Regions from separate parts of the Sus scrofa genome. Here region 2 is linked to region 1. A link is a contact called in public HiChIP or PLAC-seq data. All regions are on one chromosome and are shown on one strand. The core of a region is the stretch at or near the end of the contact, and the rest is flanking DNA. Distances in the headings are between cores, read along the strand shown. Region 1 overlaps TLK1 (serine/threonine-protein kinase tousled-like 1). Region 2 overlaps METTL8 (methyltransferase-like protein 8).

Region 1 (4,506 bases), core at 996-3,495:
ATCCCTCCAGCTTTTATTAAGCTGATGGATCTTCACAGCAGCATATCGTTGTTCATAAAGGTCAAAAGCCTAGGATTCAAGGAATAGAAGGGTTAAGATCACATATCTAACTGATACTCCATGGTGCTAAATCAGAGAAAATTTTAATATGAATTTCCACATTCAAGTTTTATAAATGCCAGTATACTAAATCAAGATAAAACAAAACAGCTTTTTTCTTATTTTTATTTTTTGGCTGTACCCACAACCTATGAAAGTTCCTGGGCCAGGGATCAAATTTGAGGCGCAGCTACGCCAAAGCTACGGCAATACCAGATTCTTAATCCACTGCACCAGGTCCACTGCACCAAGTTGTAACTCCGAAAGCTATTTGTTTTTGTGCTTTTTTCTTTAGGATTAAATTGGCAGATAAAGGTTCCCACGCTAGCTGCCAGCCTGACCAGAACCACAGCAACATGGGATCCGAGCTGTGTCTGTGACCTACACCACAGCTCACAGCAATGCTGGATCCTTAACTCACTGAGCAAGGCCAGAGACTGAATCCAAATCCTCACAGATCCTAGTTGGGTTCATTACTGCTGAGTCACAATAGGAACTCCCTCTTTGTTTTAAATATGGACCTGCTCCTCTATACTGACAGCAGCAGTAAGCAGCCAAGTGTAATGCTTTTTTGGTGGGTTGGATAAAGAAAAATCTTTTCCTCTTATCTTTTCCAGCAACTCCACTCCCCACCCTGACTTGTTTGAAAATTAACAAGTTCCTAACAATTCTGCAACTGTTTTCAAAAATTCTAAACTTTTATTATAAAATTGTTCAAACATAACCATAACTATTAACCATATATAATTATCATACCTAACTACATCAGTAGTAATTCCTTAATCTTGTCTCAAAAAAAGGTTTTACACTGGTTTGTTTAAATTAGAAGCCTATTTCTTAAATAAAAGAAATCTTTAGAGGTGACTTATAAATGTCTTAAAAAAAACAAACTCTGAATATCATCAGAGAGAGATGTAATAATTTAGGTTCCACCATGACAAATACAAAGGTGCTCCTTTAAGAAAACACTTGAAAGCTTATATATTTACTAGGAAGAAGGTTCCTAGACCCCACTCCCCATATCAATTTAACCTTGAAATAAACAATAGGGTAAACTGCTTGTCACAAAATTATAAAAATAACATAAGATGCAGTAATTAAGAATATTCACTCTGGAGTCTATTAGCTGCATGACTTTGTGCTAATAACCTCTCTCAGCATCAGTCTCATGAAGTTTGCGTTGTTGAGAATGAAATGGGATGAAACATGTAAAGTGTTTAAAATAATATATGACTCATAGTAAATAACCAATAAACATGAGCTAATTACATTATTGAAAGCTGAGTTTTAAGAAAGAAAAAATCAAAAAAAGAAGCTCATGTGAGAGAAAGCAAAAAGCCTTTTATGAAACTCAAAGGCATTCATAAATTCTTAGTACTGGAGTTCCCTTCCTGGCTCAGTGGTTAACGCCTCCGACTAGGAACCATGAGGTTGCGGGTTTGATCCCTGGCCTCACTCAGAGGGTTAAGGATCCGGCATTGCCATGAGCTGTGGTTGTAGGTTGCAGATGCGGCTCGGATCCCACGTTGCTGTGGCTTTGGTATAGGCTGGCGGCTACAGCTCCGATTTGACCCCTAGCCTGGGAACTGCCATATGCCGCAGAGCTGCCCTAAAAAGCAAAAATAAGTAAATAAATCCTTAGTACTAATAAAATTATCATCAGTGCATATTGATTATAATAATTGTATGACACACTTTTCTCCTAAGATTAGGAGAATAAAGTATATCCTCCCATAAAGCTAAGATGGTAATCACTGAACAACTAATTCAACACTTTCCAACTTGGATTGATTTAAAACTGCCGGTTTCCCTCTGGACCTGCCAACCATGAAAGGGCTCTGAAGGGGTTGGAGGGAGCTGTCATTAGTAAATTTAAGTCAGTTCTGAGGGCTTAAATCAGTAGCCTCCCCCACAACCTGCATTTTCTTATTTCTATAAAAGCTTTTTCTTCAAAACAGTGGACATACTATCAGGCGGTGGCAGAAGGCTATCACGAAAGCTATTAGTAAGCTCAGAAGCTAGGCACCTTTTAGGCTGAGCTAGTGCTAGCTAGCTGTACTTTTGGTGATAAACTATTGTGATCTTCTTTTCTACCTTGTGGCCTGGGTAAGACAACTTAAGTGCTTGATGATGAACTCTAATTAGAGTCAAGAAAAAAAGGAACTAGAAGAGAGCTCACAGGTCGCTCTTGATTGGGTGATGCTTAATGCTTGTCCAAGTAAAACCAAAACCAAAACCAAAACCAAACCAAACATAGTTTATGGTTGAGCCAAGATCAGAAGTGAAGTTCTCTGAATCCAAATAACTTAATTTCCTCCAGAGTCAGAATGAGATACAGGTTGTCTCCTTCTAATAATAATCTGGTGAGCTTAACATTTACTCAACACCGATGTTCTATGTGATTTACCTGTGATAGTTTGTTTATCATTACAGTGATCTTATGATGTGGATACTGTTATTACTCCCAGATGAAGACAGGGAGGTAGGTAAAGGACAGTAAGCAATAAGCCCACATTCACATAGGTAATAAATAGTAGAATTAGCCAGGATCCAAACCTAGCCTGCCTGGGTTCAAATCCCAAGGTTTTTTCCTTTTTTGCTATCTATTCATTTATTTCTCAATGAATTTTATTACATTTATAGTTGTACAACAATCATCACAACAAAATTTTATAGCATTTCCATCCCAAACCCTCAGTGCATCCCCCCAACCTGTCTCATTTGGAAACCATAGTTTTTCAGTCTGTGAGTCAGTATCGGTTCTGCAAAGAAGTTTACTGCGTCCTTTTTTTAGATTCCACATGTAAGTGCTAGCTAGCATTTGATGTTGGTACCCAAGGTCTTTTTTCTCTTTTTCTTTTTTTAAAGGCCTCACCATTGGCATATGGAAGTTCCCAGGCCAGGGGACCTGCTGAGACACAACAGGAACTCCGAGAACCCAAGGTCTTAACCACTGACTATACCAATACATAATGAAGCACAAAGTTTACAAGAAGCTTATAAAAGCCAGCTAACAGGGAAGCCCTCTATAGGAATTGGAGTTTAAGGTGAGACTATGACCTTCATTATGACTTCATCCTAACTAAGAGCAAATGGGAAGTTACTGGGGCTTATAAGCAGGGGAGTGAGATGATCAGACTGCATTTTTTAACAAGGCCACTCTAACTGCAGCATGCACAAATGAACTGGAGAAACTCAATGCCCAGAAAGGTGATCAGCTAAGAGTCAGGCAGCAATGCAAACAAGAGACAATGAGGTCATCGACTAAGAGAGAGGAGAAGAGTCATTGCTAGCTTTAGGAGAGCTTAATGTGACATTATGACAGCAGGCATCAGGAACTGGTTAGATGCTGGAAGGGAGTTAAAGGAAAGGTGAAAAGAAGGACGGATGGCTTTTATGCTTTTCAGTTGAGGAAATGGGCAGATAAATGGCAGTGCTGTATATTAAAGTAGGGAGCAGTGTTTGGAGAAAAAGAGGTTTGGAGAAGAAGAAGATAACTTCTATTTCAGACATGGGTTTGCAGTGCTTGTGAAGCGTCCACGTGAGGTGAACAGACTAAATTATGTAAACCAAAGGTATGGGGCTCAGAAGGAAAGTGTGGGGTAGATATCTATGTATCTATATCTGAAATCAAATAGACAATAACTTAGTGAATGGGAGGGGAATACATTTGAAAAGGAGAATACAAATGACAAGAGACCTGGAGGAACTACAACATTTAAAGGTTGGGCAGAAAGATAATATAAAGTAAAAAAAAAAGTATAAAGTATTATACATATGAGTAAAAATTTCTACATCTATACATTTGAGAAACACCAGCCTTAAAATAGGTAGTAATCTGGATAAATTCAGGACATATAAGACTTGTGACTCGTGTTTAAATTAAGAGGTACAACCTTTCCATAAATTTACTAAATTGAATGGCCACCTGCCTAGCTTGAATCTAATGGCTGTTATTATTTGCATCAGACTGGCTAGTGGTAACCAGGTACCAAATATTGGAGGGAGTGCAAAGGAAGATGTAAGGATAGTTCTTAGACTCCTGATAAGACAACATAGGCCACCACAGACTCTTTTTTGTAATGAGAGGACACAAAACCAGTCAAAAAAATCATAAAATCAATAAAAGACATGTACTTCCTAACTACCTACTCCTATATCCTTGCTATATTAATATGAAAAACAGAAAAAAAAATGTACATTACCTTATACACTTCACTAAAGCCACCTCTACCAAGCAGATGAAGTAATAAATATCTTTCATTTAATGTTGGATGATCCTTGAACCTTAAAGGTGGGAAAAAAACACTCAGGCACATGAAAACACACATAAAAAGGTTCCTTCCACAATAAAGTTACACTCTTATTCTATGCCTATTTCTTTTTCAGCTACTCTGCTAATTTTGA
Region 2 (4,284 bases), core at 1,572-4,071, 370 kb after region 1:
GACCGAACCCACAACCTCATGGTTCCTAGTCGGATTCGTTAACCACTGCGCCATGACGGGAACTCCTGGTTCATCTTCTTAACCACTAAAGCTACGCTGCCTCTATACAGTGGTATCTACCATATTCCTTTTGCTTTTTTTTTTTTTTGGCCATGCCCATGGTATGTGAAAATTCCCAGGCAGGGATGGAACCTGCACCACAGCAGTGACCTGAGCTGCTGCAGCAACAATGTTGGATTCTTAACCGACTGCACAAGGGAACACCCCTGCTGCATTTTTAAAGTAAACTTTTAGTTCTAGAATGGTTTTAGATTTACAGAAAAGTTGCAGGTAGTACAGAGAACTCCCATAGTCTGACAGTTTCCCCTACTATTAAAATCTTACATTCCATGGTGTACTTGCTACAATTAATAAGTCAATATTAACAAATTATTATAAACTTAAACCCACACTTTATCAGATTTCCTCCCCCCCCCCCAATGTCCTTTTTCTCTTCCAGGATTCTGTCTAGGACACATTATATCTCGTCATTGGGTCTCCTTAGGAGCATGCTTGGCTCTAACAGTTTCTCAAACTTTCTTTGTTTTTGAAGATCTTGACAGTTTCAAGAAGTACTGATCTTTAGATAAGTTATTTATCAATATTTATGAGATGTTCTTCTCATGTTAGACTGGGGTTATGGGTTTTAGGGAGGAAAACCACAGAGGTAAAGTGCCATTCTTACCACATCATATCAAGGGTACATGAGAGACACATGACTTATCACTGTTGATGTTAATCTGATAAACTGGCTGAGGTAGGGACTGACAGGTTTCTCCACTGTAATCTCCCCCGACTCCCACACAGTGTCTACCTCGGCAAGAAGTGACTACACACAGCCAACACTTAAGGAGGGAGGAATTATGTTCCACCTTTTTTTTTTTTGGCTGCACAAGGCATGTGGAAGTTCCTGGGCCAGGGATGAAACCCATGCTGCAGTTGTGACCTACACCACAGCTGCTGCAACGCTGGATCCTTAACCTGCTGCACCACAAGGGAACTGCCTGTTTCACCTTTTAAAATCATTTGGAATTCTTTCGCCCGGGAGATTTGTTTCTTCTCCCTCATTTATTTCATTTCTTTATATCAGTATGGATGCACAGATATTTATTTTAAACTTTGTGCTACAACCTAAAACTACTTAATTTTGTTGTTCAAACTATTCCTGCTTTGGCCATCAAGGGCTCTTTCACTTGGCTCCTATATCCTTTTGCCACCCTCTTATCATTGTATTTTGAGGCACTTCCCTACTTTCTGGCACTACGAGATGTTGCAGGCTCTTGTATATTCCTTGACCCAGTCCTAGAATCAGCCATTTCTCTAAATGTGTTTGTTCCTTTTATTGGAAATGGTCTGGATGCTGGGTGTGCCCCTTGCTACTAGGCTGTTATTGCTTCTAGGCCCTCTCGACCGACAAAGCAAGTAAATATATATGTGTATACTAAACTGTGTATATATACAAATATCTTCATCTGTAAATCTTCTCATATGTATCCATCTAAATCCACAGTAAGCTAAACTAGAGTTTATACTAATGTCGCCAACTCTAATCCATTATCACATGGATCCTTCTAGGCTTCTCCTCTTGTATATAACCTCCTACTCCACCAGTAAAAAACCTGGTTCCCATCGTCCACCATCAGTTATTAATTGTTCAATTCCAGACACATGTGTGATAATTTCAGAATTGTTAACCCATACCCCTCTGGGAAACTTTTATCAACTAGAGTACAGTGCTTATGCATAGTTCTCCTACTGCCTTTAGTTTTACAGTGTCAATTTCAAAGTTACTTAACGTCAGCACTTTTTCCTTGGCCTCTTTCACTGAGGCTACCACATACATTTGTAATAAGGCTAGATTCTTTGGTTATAGCATGCATTCTATCCTGGAATAGAATAGAACTGCCCTTGTTTTTTAAATTTTGTATACATTAAGGTTTACTTTTGTGCTGTAAAAGCTATACAGGTTTTAATAAATGCACAGTGTTAATGCATCCACCATTATATCATACAGAATCATTTTCTCCACCCTAAAAAGAAAAATTCTGTGTGCTACCTAATCAACTCTCTCTCCTCCCCAAATTCTCTACAACTTTATAAATTCATGTGATTCTCAATCCAGTTCTGTTTCCACTTAGCAGATGATTGAATGAGACTCAGAAAGAGTAAATGGCTTGGTCAAGATCTTACTAAGTGATGCTGTTGGTGCTACAACTTGTGCCTTTAGATCCTGCTGTGATGCTCTTTCTTTTTTCTTTTTTTTTTTTTTTTTTGGTAACTCGCTGAATTTATTTATGGCATCTATTTTGAATTCTCTATCAGATCACAATCTTTCATGAGTTTAACTTTTGTTTCTGGAGAATTGTCATTTTCTTTTTGTGATTCTGTGTGACCATAGTTTTTCATGGTGTTTGGTGAGTTATTCTTTGGCCAGTGCATTGGAAGTAGCAAATACTTTTCTTCTTTAGATAAAGCTTCCCCCCCCCCTTTTTTTTTTGGCTTTTTGCTATTTCTTTGGGCGCTCCTGCGGCATATGGAGGTTCCCAGGCTAGGGGTCTAATCGGAGCTGTAGCTTCCAGCCTACACCAGAGCCACAGCAACGCGGGATCCCAGCCGCGTCTGCGACCTACACCACAGCTCACGGCAACGCCGGATCGTTAACCCACTGAGCAAGGGCAGAGACTGAACCCGCAACCTCATGGTTCCTAGTCGGATTCGTTAACCACTGCACCACGACGGGAACTCCCTGTGATGCTCTTTCAATTACACAACTTTACTTCCTTGTTTTCAACAGGAAGGATCATGGTTGTATACAGAGACAAGGATAAGACAGAAATGGTGGTAAGTGATCATATGTTGCATTAATGGAAGCTTTTACACTAAAAATATGAGGAAGTGGAATTCTAGTCTAGTAATTTGGTGAACCTGATACCCCAAAAACTTTCTGCTATAAATTATTCCCAAAAGGCTGGACAAATACATTAGAAAAGTATATCTTGTTAAAAACATCAGTGAACCAGCAAGAAAGAGAAATCCTCAGAGACCAAAAGAACTCAGAGACCAAAGATACAAAGAGCTGAGAGAGCAATGAAGCCACCAGTTGTCCAAATCCCACAGTGGATTAAAAAAAACAAAACACAAAAATGTATTTAAATAAATTCAAGCTTCATTTAACATCAGAAAATATATTTATGTAATTACCACATTATCAGACAAGAAAAAAATTACGTCATCTCAGAAGTTACAAAGTATTTGATAAAATTCAACACCCATTCATGACTGAAAATAAAATGAACAAGGAGTTCCCGTCATGGCTCAGCAGAAACAAATCTGACTAGCATCCATGAAGACGCGATTCAATCCCTGGCCTCTCTCAGTGGGTTAAGGATCCAGCGTTGCCGTGAGCTGTAGTGTAAGTCACAGAAGCGACTCAGATCTGGCGTTGCTTTGGCTATGGCATAGGCCAGAGGCTACAGCTCCAAAGCGACCCCCAAACCCAGGAACCTCCAAGTGCTGCAGGTGCAGCCCTAAAAAGCAAAAAAAAAAAAAAAAAAAAAAAAGAACAAAACTTTTAGCAAATATAAAGTGAAAAAGGAATTCATTAACCTGATGAAAGGTAGCTACCAAAAACCTACAATATCATCCTTAATGGTGAAGTATTAGAAGTATTCCATTTATAAACATAAATAACACAAGGATGTCCACTATCACTGATTCTATTCAACACTGCATGGAGGTCCTGGCCAGTGTAGTAAGAAAAGAAAGAGAAAAAAAGGTAAAAGAATTGACTTTAGTCCTTTTTTTTTTTTTTTTGGGGGGTGGCCCCCGAGGCATATGGAGTTCCCAGGCTAGGGGTCCAATCGGAGCTACAGCTACCCGCCCACGCCACAGCCACAGCAATGCAGGATCCAAGCTGTGTCTGCGATCTGCACCACAGCTCGTGGCAATGCCGGTTCCTTAACCCACTGAGTGAGGCCAGAGATCCAACCGCAACCTCATGGTTACTTGTCGATTTCGTTAACCACTGAGCCAGGACGGGAGCTCCAGAGAGAAGAAAGTAACAAAACCGTCAGTTTCCTGAGGACATAATTATTTATATAGAAAAATCCCCCAAATCTTACAAATGACAACTATTGCTATTAAAGTTTGGTAACATTGCTAACCAAAAGATCAATAAACAAAGACAATTACATGTTTATATACAGCAAAATATACTTAGAAAAATCTAATTTAAAATATTATCAT

The links. HiChIP or PLAC-seq counts read pairs in DNA pulled down with a chosen protein or histone mark.
Region 2: an H3K27ac HiChIP or PLAC-seq map of alveolar macrophages shows a contact between it and region 1. The contact joins two enhancer-like sites. A contact is called at or near these places in 2 of 5 promoter capture datasets (fetal liver and liver), 1 of 47 Hi-C or Micro-C datasets (embryonic fibroblasts) and 1 of 2 datasets of contacts at active chromatin or transcription factors (alveolar macrophages).

What each region holds. Positions count from the first base shown.
Region 1 is chr15:77,183,941-77,188,446 of Sscrofa11.1, forward strand. It overlaps TLK1 (serine/threonine-protein kinase tousled-like 1), which reads right to left. Exons shown (of 21, transcript XM_001927890.6): 14 at 4,305-4,386; 15 at 1-69. Among named protein-coding and RNA genes, the nearest start is that of GORASP2, 87 kb to the left of the region's middle. Within about 2 kb of position 2,246, at least 8 of the 83 cell types and tissues checked have an H3K27ac peak or open chromatin away from gene starts, as enhancers often do. A contact at or near this core is called in alveolar macrophages, where this site is marked.
Region 2 is chr15:77,553,955-77,558,238 of Sscrofa11.1, forward strand. The region is part of intron 1 of METTL8 (methyltransferase-like protein 8); the gene reads right to left. Among named protein-coding and RNA genes, the nearest start is that of METTL8, 8.4 kb to the right of the region's middle. Within about 2 kb of position 2,822, at least 2 of the 83 cell types and tissues checked have an H3K27ac peak or open chromatin away from gene starts, as enhancers often do. A contact at or near this core is called in alveolar macrophages, where this site is marked.